2 separate regions of the Rattus norvegicus genome follow, and region 1 is linked to region 2. A link is a contact called in public Hi-C data. All regions are on one chromosome and are shown on one strand. The core of a region is the stretch at or near the end of the contact, and the rest is flanking DNA. Distances in the headings are between cores, read along the strand shown.

Region 1 (6,477 bases), core at 441-2,940, 360 kb after region 2:
GCTGGAACTTTTCATGGAGCTGTAAATTAAGGGGCGAGAAGTGTGATAAAACTCCTAAGAGAACCGTGCTGCAATGGTTAAATGAAATTTTATAAGCGCGTTCGTTCAGCGCAGAGCTGTTTTGCATTACATGAGTTGAATACCTTAGAGACACCGCATCTGCAGGCACTTTATTAAATCCTGAGTCAGCACTTTCCAACCTGATGAGATTACTTCTCCATCTGACCGGCTAGGAGGAAAGCTGAGCTCTTGGCCTGCAGATTTCTTTTGATGTTTCACCTTGAACACTGAAAGAGGACAGGTCCCCCCTCCCGCCCCTGGTACATCCCAAACTATGGACGTTGAGAATGTAACGTGGCTAATTTCTTGAAACTAGAGCCTCCGTGGGAGTGTGGATTTATGGGCCACCAAATCAAACTGTAGTTGAATGTTCCTGTGGGGGTGGGGGGGGATAGATCAAAGCTCAGTGTTTACTTCCTCGATGTAAATGTATCAAGATAACATCCTCCCATGCAGTACTGTAATATTGCCACTCTGCAGATAAGGGACAGAGAGTCCTTTGTAGTGGCCTGGATACAGTAGGGCAGATTAAGGGCCTATAAAGTATGAAGGCAGAAGCCATATGAAACCCAAGCAGATGTCAGATGTGAGGATGATTTTCTGACTCTGCACCGATGAATTTTGTTTCATGTGCCAGTATTTCCCCCAATGACTTGATTCAACCCAAGAATTTCCCAGTCACCGACTCTTCTTTCTGCCCCAAGAAGAAAGGTGCAGAGTCATTCTTTAGTGAGTGTTCTCACACTTGCAACGTTTTCAAGTAATCGAAATTAAAAGGAAAATGCCACAAGAAAAAGAGTCTTTCCTGCTCTTGCCTTACCCATCTGATGCGATTGGCAGTTCACGGAAGCCTAAAGAAAGCCAGGGGCACCTCTGTGTGGGCGGTTGTCACATTGTCACCACCAGTGTCTTCAGCTACGAATGGACGGATCGAAACCTTGGCAAAACGGATTAATTTCTTATTGTTTACAACTGTTTCTCGGCTACATTTCTAAAGATCATTTACTAAGAGACCTCATTCAAAAAAATAGAAAGAAAGAAAGAAAAAAGAAAAGGAAAAAGAAAAAAAATGTTCGTGTGTGGTTCCCCCTAACTGACTTCCCATTCTGGAAGCCCTTGGTCAAGTAGCTGGGTTAATTGTCATGAAGATTAGTGTGATGTTGAAATAAGTACTAATGGTCAAATTACAGGAGTGAAAAGTGGGAGAATAGGTTTTGGTTTGGGCCTGAAAGGGTTAATTAACGTTTTTTCACGGGTTATTAAAGACCCCCAACCCCTGCCTTAGGAGTCATATTGACAGCCCACCACAGGGCAGCTCAGCTCCTCTATTGACATGTTGCTGGTCGGAGCACAATGGTCTCAGTATCTGCAAATCATTGCTAAAATCATCTCAAGGAAAAAAAAGTTCCCAAGCTTTACCATTAGACAAAAGCCCCGGAGTTGCAGCGCGCAGCTCAAAAACCCAGAGTCAGCACCTTCTATCGATTAAAAACTAACCTTTAAAGTAACTCTGAGAGCGTGTGGTTAGCATTTAAATTTAAACATGTCGTGAGTTGATTTGTGTTACTGAGTACCAACTCAGAAGGAGTAACATTCACAGTGCAGTTTTTTTTTCCTAACTCCCTTAAGCAGCTAAAGTATTTCATGAGATGTCAAAAGGGCAGAAAGGAAAGGGGGAGGGGCCAACTCGGGGCCTCATCGCTTTCTTTCCCAGGCAAATATTCACCCCCCCCCCAAAAGAAAAGTGTGGAGAGCGAAACACAATAATTAGTCCTTTGTCTAACTTTCTCGAATGCCAAAGAAAGACAGATTAATTAAATATACAACAGTGTTGGTTTTTGGAGTGGGGGTCTAGCTTGCTGGGTAGGTCATAAATTAGGCAGAATAAATACTTCAGTGTGTTTGCAGTGGGCCTGCTACGTCAGAGCCACTGGAAGGTTGGTGGGAGGAGAGTGGCGGGTTTCTTGCTAATGATAGTCACGTCTGGGTCTGTCTGGTTGCTAAGAGCAACCAGACATGATGTAACACCAGGATGAACTTGAACTTGGGGGACTTGAAAAGAGAACAATAGACCAGAGCAATCAATAAAGCCTATTTCAGTGAAGGGTTACAGAGCTGCTCTGGGGTAACCTTGTGGGTGAGGCACACACTGAATAGCAAGATGTGTGAAGAAACTTTTTTTTCCTTTGCTTTGGTTAGCTTTGCTTCGCCTTTTAACAGAAGTACGGGGGCGGGGGGGCACTGCTGATTTTTGTAGCGCCCTGGGTACAGAAACTATGGGACGGAAAACTGCTCCCCCTGGTGACTCACTGGGTCCCAGGCCTTTACTTCAGGACTGCCACACTGAAGAAGTCCGGAATTTCACAACTGCCTTCGAAAGCATGCAGACAGATTGAGAACAGCACTTGCCACTCAGTTTGAGACTGTTCTGTGTAAGAGCAGATATGGAAAATGGATCTGTGTCAGAGATCAGGAGAGACTTAAAACAAACATGGTTTGGAGATTGCTTCCGTCCCCTTTCTTTCTTACTGATCTTTTCTTTTGTCCACTTCGATTTAGGCCATGTGCCCTTAGCAGGGTGATTTCTTTTCCAGATATAAGCAGCTTTATTGGTCAGAGAGTAAAATCTACGAGTCTACAGGATGAGGAGTTTTGTGATTTGAGCTAAAGGTTTTTGTTTTGTTTTGTTTTGTTTTCTTATAAGCGCCTTTGGAAATCAAAGGTGCCTTGTGTGACCAGGAAATTTTACACCAACTTCCACGGAGCTATCATTTAGCCGTTTATCCCTGGGATCAAAGGAGTCCCGACTTTCCCCTAATTGAATCACCCCCACAAGAGTGAGCCTTAGCCCTCCAGAATCAGTTCTGACTGACGTAAACCCCCCTGATGTTTTCAATACAGAGCTCACAGCCATTAGCCTTGCCTAGAAGCTGGTAGGTTTTCTGACTCTTGCAAAAAGTACTGAATTCTTCAGAATACTTAGAAGAAAGCTGGGGAAAAAAGTCATACAATTTTTAGCTTCACTTGAGACATTAGTTTTGAGATTGCTCTGTAATAGCTCATTTTGTTGAGCGAACTTTCTTTGTTGACAAAGGATGCAGCAGACACAAAGGTAGTTACCTGGACATTTCTGAAAGGGACACAAGACTGGCTCCACAAGCTGGCAGAAAGCTCGAAGGCTTTTCTGAGTGAACAGAAACATAAATGAGGTCTACAGTGGTCTCATTTCCACCATGAACTTGACTTCATAAGGAGCCATCTTATTTATTACGTATCTTTTCTAAGAATATACTTGTGTATATATATTCAGTTGAAAGGAAGATGATTTGCCACCATAAATACTCCAGTCCGACTTCCCACCCACCATGTCACCAATGTGTTTGCCACCAGACCTTTCTGCTGTAACTGCTATCACGGGTCACCTACAGAATGCTGTGTTCGTAGGCTCGGCACCTGTCCTTAGTATCTACATCCCATTGAAAAGTGTGAGCGCTCCCAGGCATGGTGCTAGGTACTAATAAGATAGCCAGGTTCCTTGTCCTCCTATAATTGCTCACCACTAGGTTACAAAACCTAATGTGAATGCCATGTGGCCAGAAAGTCCTCACTTAGTAAGATATACTCAAAACATTGGCAAAGCCCACAAAGGCAGTGAATTTTAATGTCAGAGGAGTAAGATAAATCTCCTTGGCTTGGGATTTACTATCATCTGTCTTTTGTTGTCCACAAGAACCACCCCCTCCTCAAGGTCAATTCTGATCCCATGGTTAAAAGAGCAACTTTCAAAAATAGTTTTACAAAATTGAACGTTGTTTGTGTTTGCTCACTGAGGACCACTGTGGGCCTTGCTTATACCAGCCGAGAGCTACCCATGAGCCCCTACACGGAGCACAACATCTGCATTTTTTTTTTTTTGGTTCTTTTTTTTTTTCCGGAGCTGGGGACCGAACCCAGGGCCTTGCGCTTCCTAGGCAAGCACTCTACCACTGAGCTAAATCCCCAACCCCACAACATCTGCATTTTAACCGGACTTTTCTTTTTGTCTTCCAGTCCTGGTACCTGGGATAAAAGTTGCAGCGTCCCACCATCCTCCAGACAGACCACCTGACCCCTTCTCAACTCTGTAACATGGACGCAACCTCAACCCGGCGCAGTTACAACTTCACTGTCAGTGGAAGGGGAGAGACACCAACTCGAATCAACTTGTACATGGAAACAGCGAACGTCGTGGTCAAACAGCAAAGGCCATAACTTTTCGGGATTCTTTTTTTTTTTTTAATACTTTAGGGACTGTCGTAATTTCTCATATGGTGCTGGAAATGGTTGGGCTGTGTGACATTTGAAGTGTTCCAGTGGTGGTGTGAGCAGTAGGTGAAGCGGCTGGTAGGGGATGAGCCTTGCTCACGAACTTCCTGTTGTAACACTTGTGAGCCTGGCCTTTTCACAGTATTTCAAGAATTTGCCCGCGCAGGTGTGTGACCCTCCCGGAGCACTTGGAGACACCTGGAGAATGAAATCTTTCGTAGTAGCTAAGATCTGTGATCTGTAACTTACAGGACACTCAAAGGGCAATGTTTTTTGGGTTTTCTTTTTTTTCTGTAACATATTAGAAAAAGCAAATGCAGTTAAGTTGATCTTTCTTTTAGTTTGGTTTGGTTCAGCAGTCAGCAGTTAAATACATAACACAACCCTCAAGGACAGTGAACCCACTCATGTTGCAGAGCAAATCCAAAAAGACAGCAAAGACTACTACTACTACTCTCAGTTCGGTTGTTTGTTTTTTTGTTTTGTTTTGTTTTTTTATTAAGTTTTGAAATGCTGCACTTACATTTAAAAAAAAACATTTTTCAACAATTTCAACAATGACACAAAAGTTCACATGGAAATGGGGAAGATGGTCTGTTTTGACAGAAACTGACAGGAATCAAAACAATCGAATTTTGAATTGAGTGAAGTGCAATTTCATTGGATAGCTAAGTATCTTTGTAAGATAGAGATTGTTGAAAATTCTATTTTTGTTTTTCAAGTCCTCCCACCCCAGGACTCTAAATTATTGGGGTTAAAAAAAAACAGCCTTGCAAGAAAAAGGGGAGCTATTTTTGCTTTTTATGTTTTTTATTGTTAAACTTGTATCCCTTTAAAAAAAAAAAACCGAAGGAAAATTTAAAAAAAAAAACAAAAAAAAAAATACAAATCTAATGGTGCTTTTACCACAATATGTTAACTACATTAAATGCTAATTAATTATTTTCTGTTATCAAAGCACATAACTCAAATGAAATCATGGTATCTGTTAATTTTATAAGCTAGAAATCACTATAATGAATTATGCCAATTCTGGAAAATTTTACACATGTATGGCAACACCAGATCTATCGGTTTTCAAACGCCTCGTCGTAACCAGACATTGTCCAGAAGTTTCAAAGACCCTTCGCAAACCCTGAACTGGGCTACGGGGAAATAATACTAACACTGATAAGGACATAACTGTGTGAGCCCATTCAGATCAAAGTACTTGTTAGGGAAAATAAACAAACAAACAAAAACAAAATGTTCACACACACACACACCCCCAAATGTCTTGTATCTTATGTTTAAGGAAAAAAGAAAAGACAAAAAAAAAGACAAAAAAAAATCAAAACAGAAAAAAAAGCAGAAACAAATAAATAAACAAAAAAAAATGCAAGTGATTTTTCTACCAGACAGCGAAGCACCCCCTTGCTTCCCATGCGACTTCACGGTTTCCTATACTATACGTATATATGTGTTCTGGTCGGCAGGCCCTGCCCACCAGAGGAAGTCTCTGCATGTTCTAGTGTTAGTAACTAATTTTTATATAGCTAATGTAGGATAAAGTAGAGTGCATTAAGACAATATTGTAACCCCAGTCTAGGCACTTGCCTTTAAACTGTCTCAGCCCTTCAGAAGGGCTCAACTACTGTCCTATACAATCAAGTGACTGAAACTCCTGGGAAGACACTTTGCTCCTCATCTAACCCCCCCCCCAAAAAAACGATGTTGTTTTGTTTTTATTTTTTTCCTTAATTTGCACGAAAACAGAAATTCCATATCAATGTGCCTTGCCCTGGATAGTGATTTTTTTGTGGAATTGTTGCACATGCTCCTCAATTGAAGGGGTTTAATCCCTACTCAAGCATTCGGAGACACTTTTTGTAAATGTAACTTTTATGTCAGCCATCGTCAGTTTCCACATCTAGACCTAAATAGAGAGGTAGCTGTTACGCAGACAGGCGTAGTCTCGGTTGTCCTGTGTGGTCAGTGGCAGTGCTATTCTGAGCTCTGTAGATGCTTACAACGTCAGTATTTGGATGTCGCTGCATTTTTTTTTTTCAATTTCTTTGGAGTCTTCCTTTGTCCCCGCCCCCACCCCACCCCCCCCAGATATATGAAAATATG
Region 2 (7,138 bases), core at 1,229-3,728:
CAGTGTTGGCCTTGAACTCTAGCTCAATGGTAGAGCACTTGCCCAGCATTCATGAAGCCCCAGGGTTGAGCTGGGGGCAAACTTAATGTATATATTCCCATAACAAGAACAACAGAGCCCAACTGCTGTAGTTCAGATGCCAGGACAGCAATTGCTCTATTAAACTTTTCATTGGGCTGTTTGATGAAATTTGGCTGTGTAGGCCATGAGGTAAGCGCAGACTAATTATATTAATAGAAGTATAAGTCAGTCTATCTCTGGCTTTTCCTACTGCCCCCATGCCGGGCTCTTTCTTCCACTGTCAAGATTTCCTAAGGAAACTCTACAATAGTTACCACTGCTTAGGCTACAGTCCCTTCAGCACAGCTCATCCAATTCTCCTGCCTGGCTTATCTTGATAAGTCTTACAAGTGTCCCGACACAGGTGCCAGTACAGGTCACTTACGTGTAGTCAGAGGAAGGTTCCCTGTGACCCTTCTCTGCCACTTCTGAAAATGACTCCCTTGGAAAAAACAGGCAGGGACGCCAAGAACTAGCCAGTAAGCACTTTCCCCCATGGCTTCCACTTTGGTTCCTGTTTCCAGGTTCTCACCCTGCCTTCCTTTACTGACCCACATAACCTAGAATTGTAAGAGGAAACAAACCCTTGCCTCTACACCTCCCACAAAAGTGACATCCTTGACCTCCCTGGCCCTCCATTCCCCCTTTCAGGAACCCTCAGTTCTTCTCCAAGGTGCTATGAAAAATCATGTGACTTCCTATGGAAAAACTCCTAGCCTGATCTCCCAGTACTTAATACTACACATCAAAAGCAGGTTCAGAAACAGACTTGGGTCTGCTGAAGTTACAGATATAACTTTCATCTCCGAACTGTATGTCCTTGTCTTTACAGTGGGGATAATGTATATCATATGACATCCACGTGGTAATTAACAATTTATAAAACAAAATGGTAATTAAGTAGTCACAGCCAGCCATTAATATGTTTCCTTTGTCTATGAGGAGATTAGCTAGAGAGAAGAGCCAATAGCCAGTGCTTGAATCAGTTATTGGGGCCACTTGGCTGGCTTTCTCATCTCTTCCTTATAAAGACCTAATCTTTCATGGAGCAGAAAACACATATTCAATGGCTTTAAAGTTTTATTTTTCAGAAGGTTTCCCCTCCTTTAAAAATAGGTAGGAGCTCTTAGCACCAGCAGTTTCTCACCTACTTTGTCTCATTAATTTAGGGGGAAAAAAAACTATCACAGCTATAGTTCTAAAGGAGATGAGAAAGGAGAGTGAATGACGGAGCGACTTGTTTAAGGTCACACAGATACTCTTCCTAATGAAATTGACTGCTGCTCTCCTTGGCTGAAACCTGGAGGAGATACTGGAATCAAAATCCAGCCAAACCATTAGAGCGCGAACAAGTCCAATCAGAGCTAGTACTGTTCTGTTTCCCAACTTCTGCACGCCTCCAACGCGCATTTTCGGTATGGTCTCGTCTGTTGCTGCCTGCCAACAGACCGATCGGTCTGGAGTGATTACAAATATGAGATGGCTGTGCCCAAAATCCGGCCTTGTTTAGGAAAGGTTCACCAGCCTTCTCACCAACGTGCTAGTTAGAACTCGACTGTAGGTGGCGCCCTGCTTCGCTTAGGGGAACTTGAAAGAAGAGAACCCGGGTCACCAGTCTCTCTCTCTCTCTCTCTCTCTCTCTCTCTCTCTCTCTCTCTCTCTCTCTCTCTCTCTCTCTCTCTCTCTCTCTCTCTCTCTCTCTCTCTCTCTCTCTCTCTCTCTCTCTCTCTCTCTGTTCTTTTCTCCCCCGACCTCACTCCCCCCTTCCACCCCCACCCCACCCCCGCTCCTCCGGGGTGGGCGGAGCTGAACGATTAAGCTGCACTTCCCAAGTGGTAGAGCGTAGTGATCGAGCTCTGAGCGCTCTCTGCCCAGCGTGGCGCTCCAGAGCGGTGCTCGAACCCCAATAGTCCTGCGGCCCAGGCCACCCTCATTCTTATACCCCTTTCCCCAAAGTCAGCAATGGGACTAGAGGACTGAGGACAGTGTGATCCCTAGTGTGACCCCGTGATTGAGGGGCGGGGAGAGACAACTTTACAAAGCTCTAAAAGGTCAAACCTCAAAAGACTTGCAAGAGAAGCAGCAGGGTGCACCTGCAGAGTCTGCTTAGGGAACCGCAGACCGCCTCCTCAGGACCTGCTATCTGCACCCTGGGCGGTCTCTTCAAGGTCTTTCTTCCCTCTGACCCGGTCCTGGCCCTGAGCTTTTTCGTTGCGAAATTGAGTTCCCATATTCGAATCCCAGCTCACCCGCGTGGGGTTATACGCGATGGAGCCGGGTGTCGGGAGTGATCACATTGCAGCTGGGCTGGGGGCACTTCGAGAGACGGAACAGAGTAGGGAAGGAGAGTGGGGTCCCACGGTGGCTGGGCGCTGAGTGACCGGGTCATTGGGATGTCCCGCGGGGCGGGAGGACGTGTAGGGCGGCGCCAACCTCCGGCCTGGGTTGCTCCGCTGCGGCCACCGGCGGATACGTCCCGTGCGCGGGTTCCAGCTTGAAGATCAACCGAAGTCCTTTCTACTGCAGCAGCGGAGGGAACTCTAGGTGGATGATTTGCTCCGACTGTACTTCGCGAAGAAGACATTTTCTCCTAGAAGCTTCTGAAGTTGAGCATGTTAGGTTAGGGGGAATCGTGGGGGTCCTCCGCTCCGTACCAGCGGCCTGGGACAGGCGGGAGAGTGTGTTAGCGAGGCTGTGGGGAGGAAAAGTGAAAGCGGAACTGTATGACTCTTAGAGGTCTAGGGAAGGAAAGCCTACAGCCACTGAAAAGAATGCTTAGAAAATACACTGCAAAAAGCTTACTCTTTTACCCAAACTCTTTCTTTGATCGGAAAACAGTAAAAGACACCTGACTAGACTTTCCCCGCCCCCTACCAATTAGAACCTGTTACACGTCCTCAAGTCCATAAAATAACTGTTGGGGTAAATTTAAATAAACAATGGCAACGGGGTATGTGCAGTTGCGACGCTTGGTTGCAACTCCATTTAGTGGCAGCTTTTATCTTGAGGAAAGTTGGAGTGTATCTATTAGTCTCTTGTGCTTCAGATGTGCCGCCCCTAAGAAGGGAATACGAGAAATAGAAAATACTGTTATGGAACCATTACATTGAGACCCATTTTAACACTCTGATCTTGGAATTCCAGCACTGCACTCTTCCCTAGGGTTAACTTTAGCAGGAATATCACCAGGCCTAGTCTCTACGTGAGTCTTAAAACTTCAAGCAATTGCTTTGGGCAGTAACTCCAACAAAAGTGATCTTCATACTCCCTGGGAGGCAGAAACTGGATTTGGCCTCTTTTGAGAGGGCAGGTGTGTGATTTATTCACCGAGCTGGTGGGTAAAAGAGACAGAAACCACAAAGGCCTCGTGATCTGGTCCCCTACCAGGGCATTTATGCAGAGAATGGTGGACATGTTGAGATTGTGCTTCCAATGTTAGCAAAGCTGGTGGATGGATTGTGTCTCCTACAAAGTGGGTGCCCACATTGCACTCAGCACTCTTCCTCCTTGGTAAACTGGATGAAAAGGGTCCCCCCCCCCCCCAAGCCATAAATGAAGTCTTCATTCCTATTCCAGGGTTGAGACCTGGGCCAAGGTCTTGAATGACTAGCTTGTAGCCCACACTTGATGAATATAACTTACCAGGAGCAAGGGAGCACTTACTGGTTTACTGAAAGTTGGTATCCTCTTTCCAAGAGATAATTTAAGAAGACACTACCTAACAGTGTGGAAACCCCTGGAGGACTAGGAATGTTCGGCTTGGGTTGTGTTTGCTAAGAGGGTTTGAGTGGAGATTTAGACACATGAAATCTGAACACTGTTATGGCTTCCACAAGCTCTCCTGTCTGAGAAAGTACAGAACTCTGCCACTTTCCCCTTGAAAAGCATAAATGAATGTGGGTGATAGACTGCTGTGCCCCTTCCCCCAAACACACACCTTTACATTCTGGGTTCTTCAGCCAGCCAAAGAGCAAGAGCTTATCACACGTAAATATGTGGGGAACAGGCCTGACTTAAGGCCAAGCACAAAGAGGCAGGAACTTTGGGCATTAGAAGGAAGGGTTATGATCAGTCAGTTGTCAGTCAGTCAGTCAGTCAGGCAATAGGAGAGGACAATGTCTGCTGCAGAGTTGCAGCAAGCAGTGGGAAACAGCTCAGCCTACAGTCCTGTCTGCTCCAGAGGCTGACACTCCACGGCCCACAGTACCCAGTACTGTGCTCCCAAAGTTGAAAACTTTGGGCTTATAGTTGGGCTGCACCCAGCCTTTCCCCCATTCCTGCAGGCAGCCCTCTCTGTAAGCAGACGTTCCACCCTTAGTGGCAAAGATGCTTCTCTGAAACCCTGCTCTGGAAAACGTTTTAACCTGATGATATACTGCAGTGTCATTAAGTTGTCCTCCAGAAGGCCTGGAAGAGCTGTTTTCCTGTGCGGTTCAAGGACTCAAATGACTGAGCAAGAGTGAGCACACTTAAGGCTTTTTGTGCCGTAAAGAGGGCATTTTATTTTCATTTTGGTTGGCCTTTGGTTTGGGTTTGTATCTGCTTTGTTTTGGGGTTACTTTGTAACTGCTTACAATACTTCAAACTCGTGCAACACTTTCCCTATGAGGAGACTGATAAACTCGCTCCATCACCTAAGCCACTGAGGACCGGCTGCCGAGGTAGAGGGCCTATTAATGGAGAATTAGTGAACAATTAGATCGGGTTTCCCGGGAGTTGGGGGAGATAGAAACGTCAGGGCTCAGGCCTCTCCCAAATCTTTAACAGGGAAAGAAGTCGCGCCAGAGAGCGCCTTTCGAAGTTCAGCTGTGCTTAACAGCCGATCTTCCTTTCAGGACAACTACTAAAAGGCTCTCAGTGGGCTTCAGCTTCCAAAGATCGAGGGCTGGTCAGCCGTGGCTCTCCCTCCTTCCCCCTCCCCCTTCCCCCAACCCCCTTCCCCCTTCCCGGAGCGTTGCTCAGGACTTCAGCAAGTCGAGGTCAACTCCTGGGCCAGAGGGCAGCACCTAGCTGCCACCTCCTTCAGCCACAGTCTTGACCTTGGCCTCAGCTTCTGTTCCTCCAGTTCCTTGCCTCCACTCGTCGAGACTCTGCTCTTCTCTGGGTCTAAAATAGAAGATACCCGTGGTCCAAATGGGTGGGGATGAGAGTGAGAGTCAGAATTGAATTTATACTCAAATTCTCCTCGAAATTCTCCCCGGAAACTGAGAAAACCTGCTGCTTCACAAAACCCCTACAGGGATGCTCAGAGGCTGAAGCCCAGAAGGCCATAACAGGCAGGATAGGGTGTCAGGTTCTTAGGAATGGGGGAAATAGGTTTCTCACGTTGGATTTCCAAAACATATACTTAAAGTATAAGTATACTAGATTTCCTTACTAAAACTTACAGCCTCTTTAAGGGGATAGTTGTGCTTCTGAGATAATGATGTGAGGTCCTGGGCTGCTAGAACAATGTGACAGGCCAAAAGGCCAGAAGCAAGGCAAGCAGGCATGCTCTGCTCTGTATTTTTATTCATTTGTTTTGGAAACATTGTTAATGAGATTGACCAAGTGCAATTGTGGGCTCACACTAGCAAGTTGGAAGGCATCAATTTTTTCTCTCCAGACCCTTTCTGGCTAAAGTAGAACTTAACCCTGGAGCATAAAATCAGGCAACATAGAAGTCCCAGGGTCATCCATTCTACTTGGGGAGTTCCAGGTCTGCCAGATCTAAGCTGTCACACCATAGTCCCTGGTAAAGTAGTTAATGCACCTGGGGCTCCGAAGTGCACAGAAAAAAGTGGGGCATTACTTTCTAGCAAGGGTGACCTAAGCCTGCCAGTGCCTACCTTGCTCTGGAAACACCTAATCCCTACTTCCTCTATAAAGCTTAAAGGCAGCTTGCTTGCATTCCCAAACTGCAAATACAAATGCAATTGGCCCCCTAAGCATTCCGCTCCTGTGACCCTTCCTAAACCCTTGTTCAAGGATGCACCCTGGGGATCCTTAAAAGGAGAGAGAAATTCAGGCTTTCCTCTCTTCCTTTAAACTAATAATGACACAAAGGAGCACGCCAGGGATTTGGGGTTGTTTTGGCTTCATAATTCAATGACAGAGATTGGGCTTATGGTGACAAGTTGTACAAGAAAGAAAGCATCAGAATAGGGAGGACAGGAGTTGGAGCCTTAGAAATGTCTCTCCAAGGGAAAGCTTGCCTTCCTCCTATCTGGATAGCGAACCTATACTGGACATGTAGATAAAATCAACATGGACCATTTGCCTTGCTCTGGTGAAGTAGGAAACTCTCCAGCTCACATGGTATTGGAGCTTTTGAGGGGTGGCCTGGCCTTCCCTTAAAATAATAAACGCTGAGCTCCCTGCTTCTCACCGACATCCTTCAAAGACAGATTGACTGCTTAGGTCCCTTGTCTGAAACCCAAGGGTCCTGCAGAGAACCCACCTATCTGTTCTGTCTGACCATTGCTTGTCCTGTGCAGACAGTAGTGTGATAATCACCTTGAGCACTCATGAACTTGTTTCTTACACCTGCCTTGTGGTCTAGGCACTTTCGTGAGATAACTCATTTGATCATGGCACATCTGTAAATTGGTTGCAGATGAGTCCCTGTGCAGGAAACTGAGGCAAAACTCAACTAAGTAATTTGCCTGGGATTACTCAGCTAACACATGTCAACTCCAGTAAGTGGTTTGGCCGTAGCCTTCAGTACCCAGATGAAAAATATCCACCAACAGTCCTTGCATGCAACCCTGCTCTGCCTGGAGTTATTTTCTGAAATGGTAGGCAGGGAGTAATCAATCCCAGTAATTTGGCCAATCTAAACAGCCAACCCAGTACACAGCTCCTACCCACTAAAATGTCACTTGCTCTGAATTCTCCAAGTGACTGAACATTCTGCAGACATGTTACTAATGAACGAAACATTGAAAACATTCCCCACTCTGCAAATCCTTTTGGATGATCTAGGTAGTCTTTCCCCTTCCTCAAAAAAGAGAGCCACGTGACTCTAGATATAGCGTTCTCAGAGTGCACTCATTATATGCTAAGCACACTCAGAGCTAGTTCTCCATAGGAAGAATTG

Evidence for each region. Hi-C and Micro-C count contacts between places; a contact is called where the count stands out from the background.
Region 1: a Hi-C map of Schwann cells shows a contact between it and region 2, with 8 times the contacts expected there. The contact joins two enhancer-like sites. A contact is called at or near these places in 11 of 12 Hi-C or Micro-C datasets (the Rat2 cell line, Schwann cells, frontal cortex and 6 more).

The regions. Positions count from the first base shown.
Region 1 is chr5:117,885,736-117,892,212 of GRCr8, forward strand. Nfia (nuclear factor I/A) reads left to right here. Exons shown (of 11, transcript NM_012988.2): 11 at 4,111-4,643. The coding sequence ends at 4,128. Among named protein-coding and RNA genes, the nearest start is that of Rps18l5, 220 kb to the right of the region's middle. Within about 2 kb of position 1,691, at least 53 of the 93 cell types and tissues checked have an H3K27ac peak or open chromatin away from gene starts, as enhancers often do. A contact at or near this core is called in Schwann cells, where this site is marked.
Region 2 is chr5:117,527,258-117,534,395 of GRCr8, forward strand. It overlaps LOC120103114 (a long non-coding RNA gene), which reads right to left. Exons shown (of 3, transcript XR_010066547.1): 3 at 1-7,138. It also overlaps a transcript of Nfia not described here. Among named protein-coding and RNA genes, the nearest start is that of Nfia, 26 kb to the right of the region's middle. Within about 2 kb of position 2,479, at least 74 of the 93 cell types and tissues checked have an H3K27ac peak or open chromatin away from gene starts, as enhancers often do. A contact at or near this core is called in Schwann cells, where this site is marked.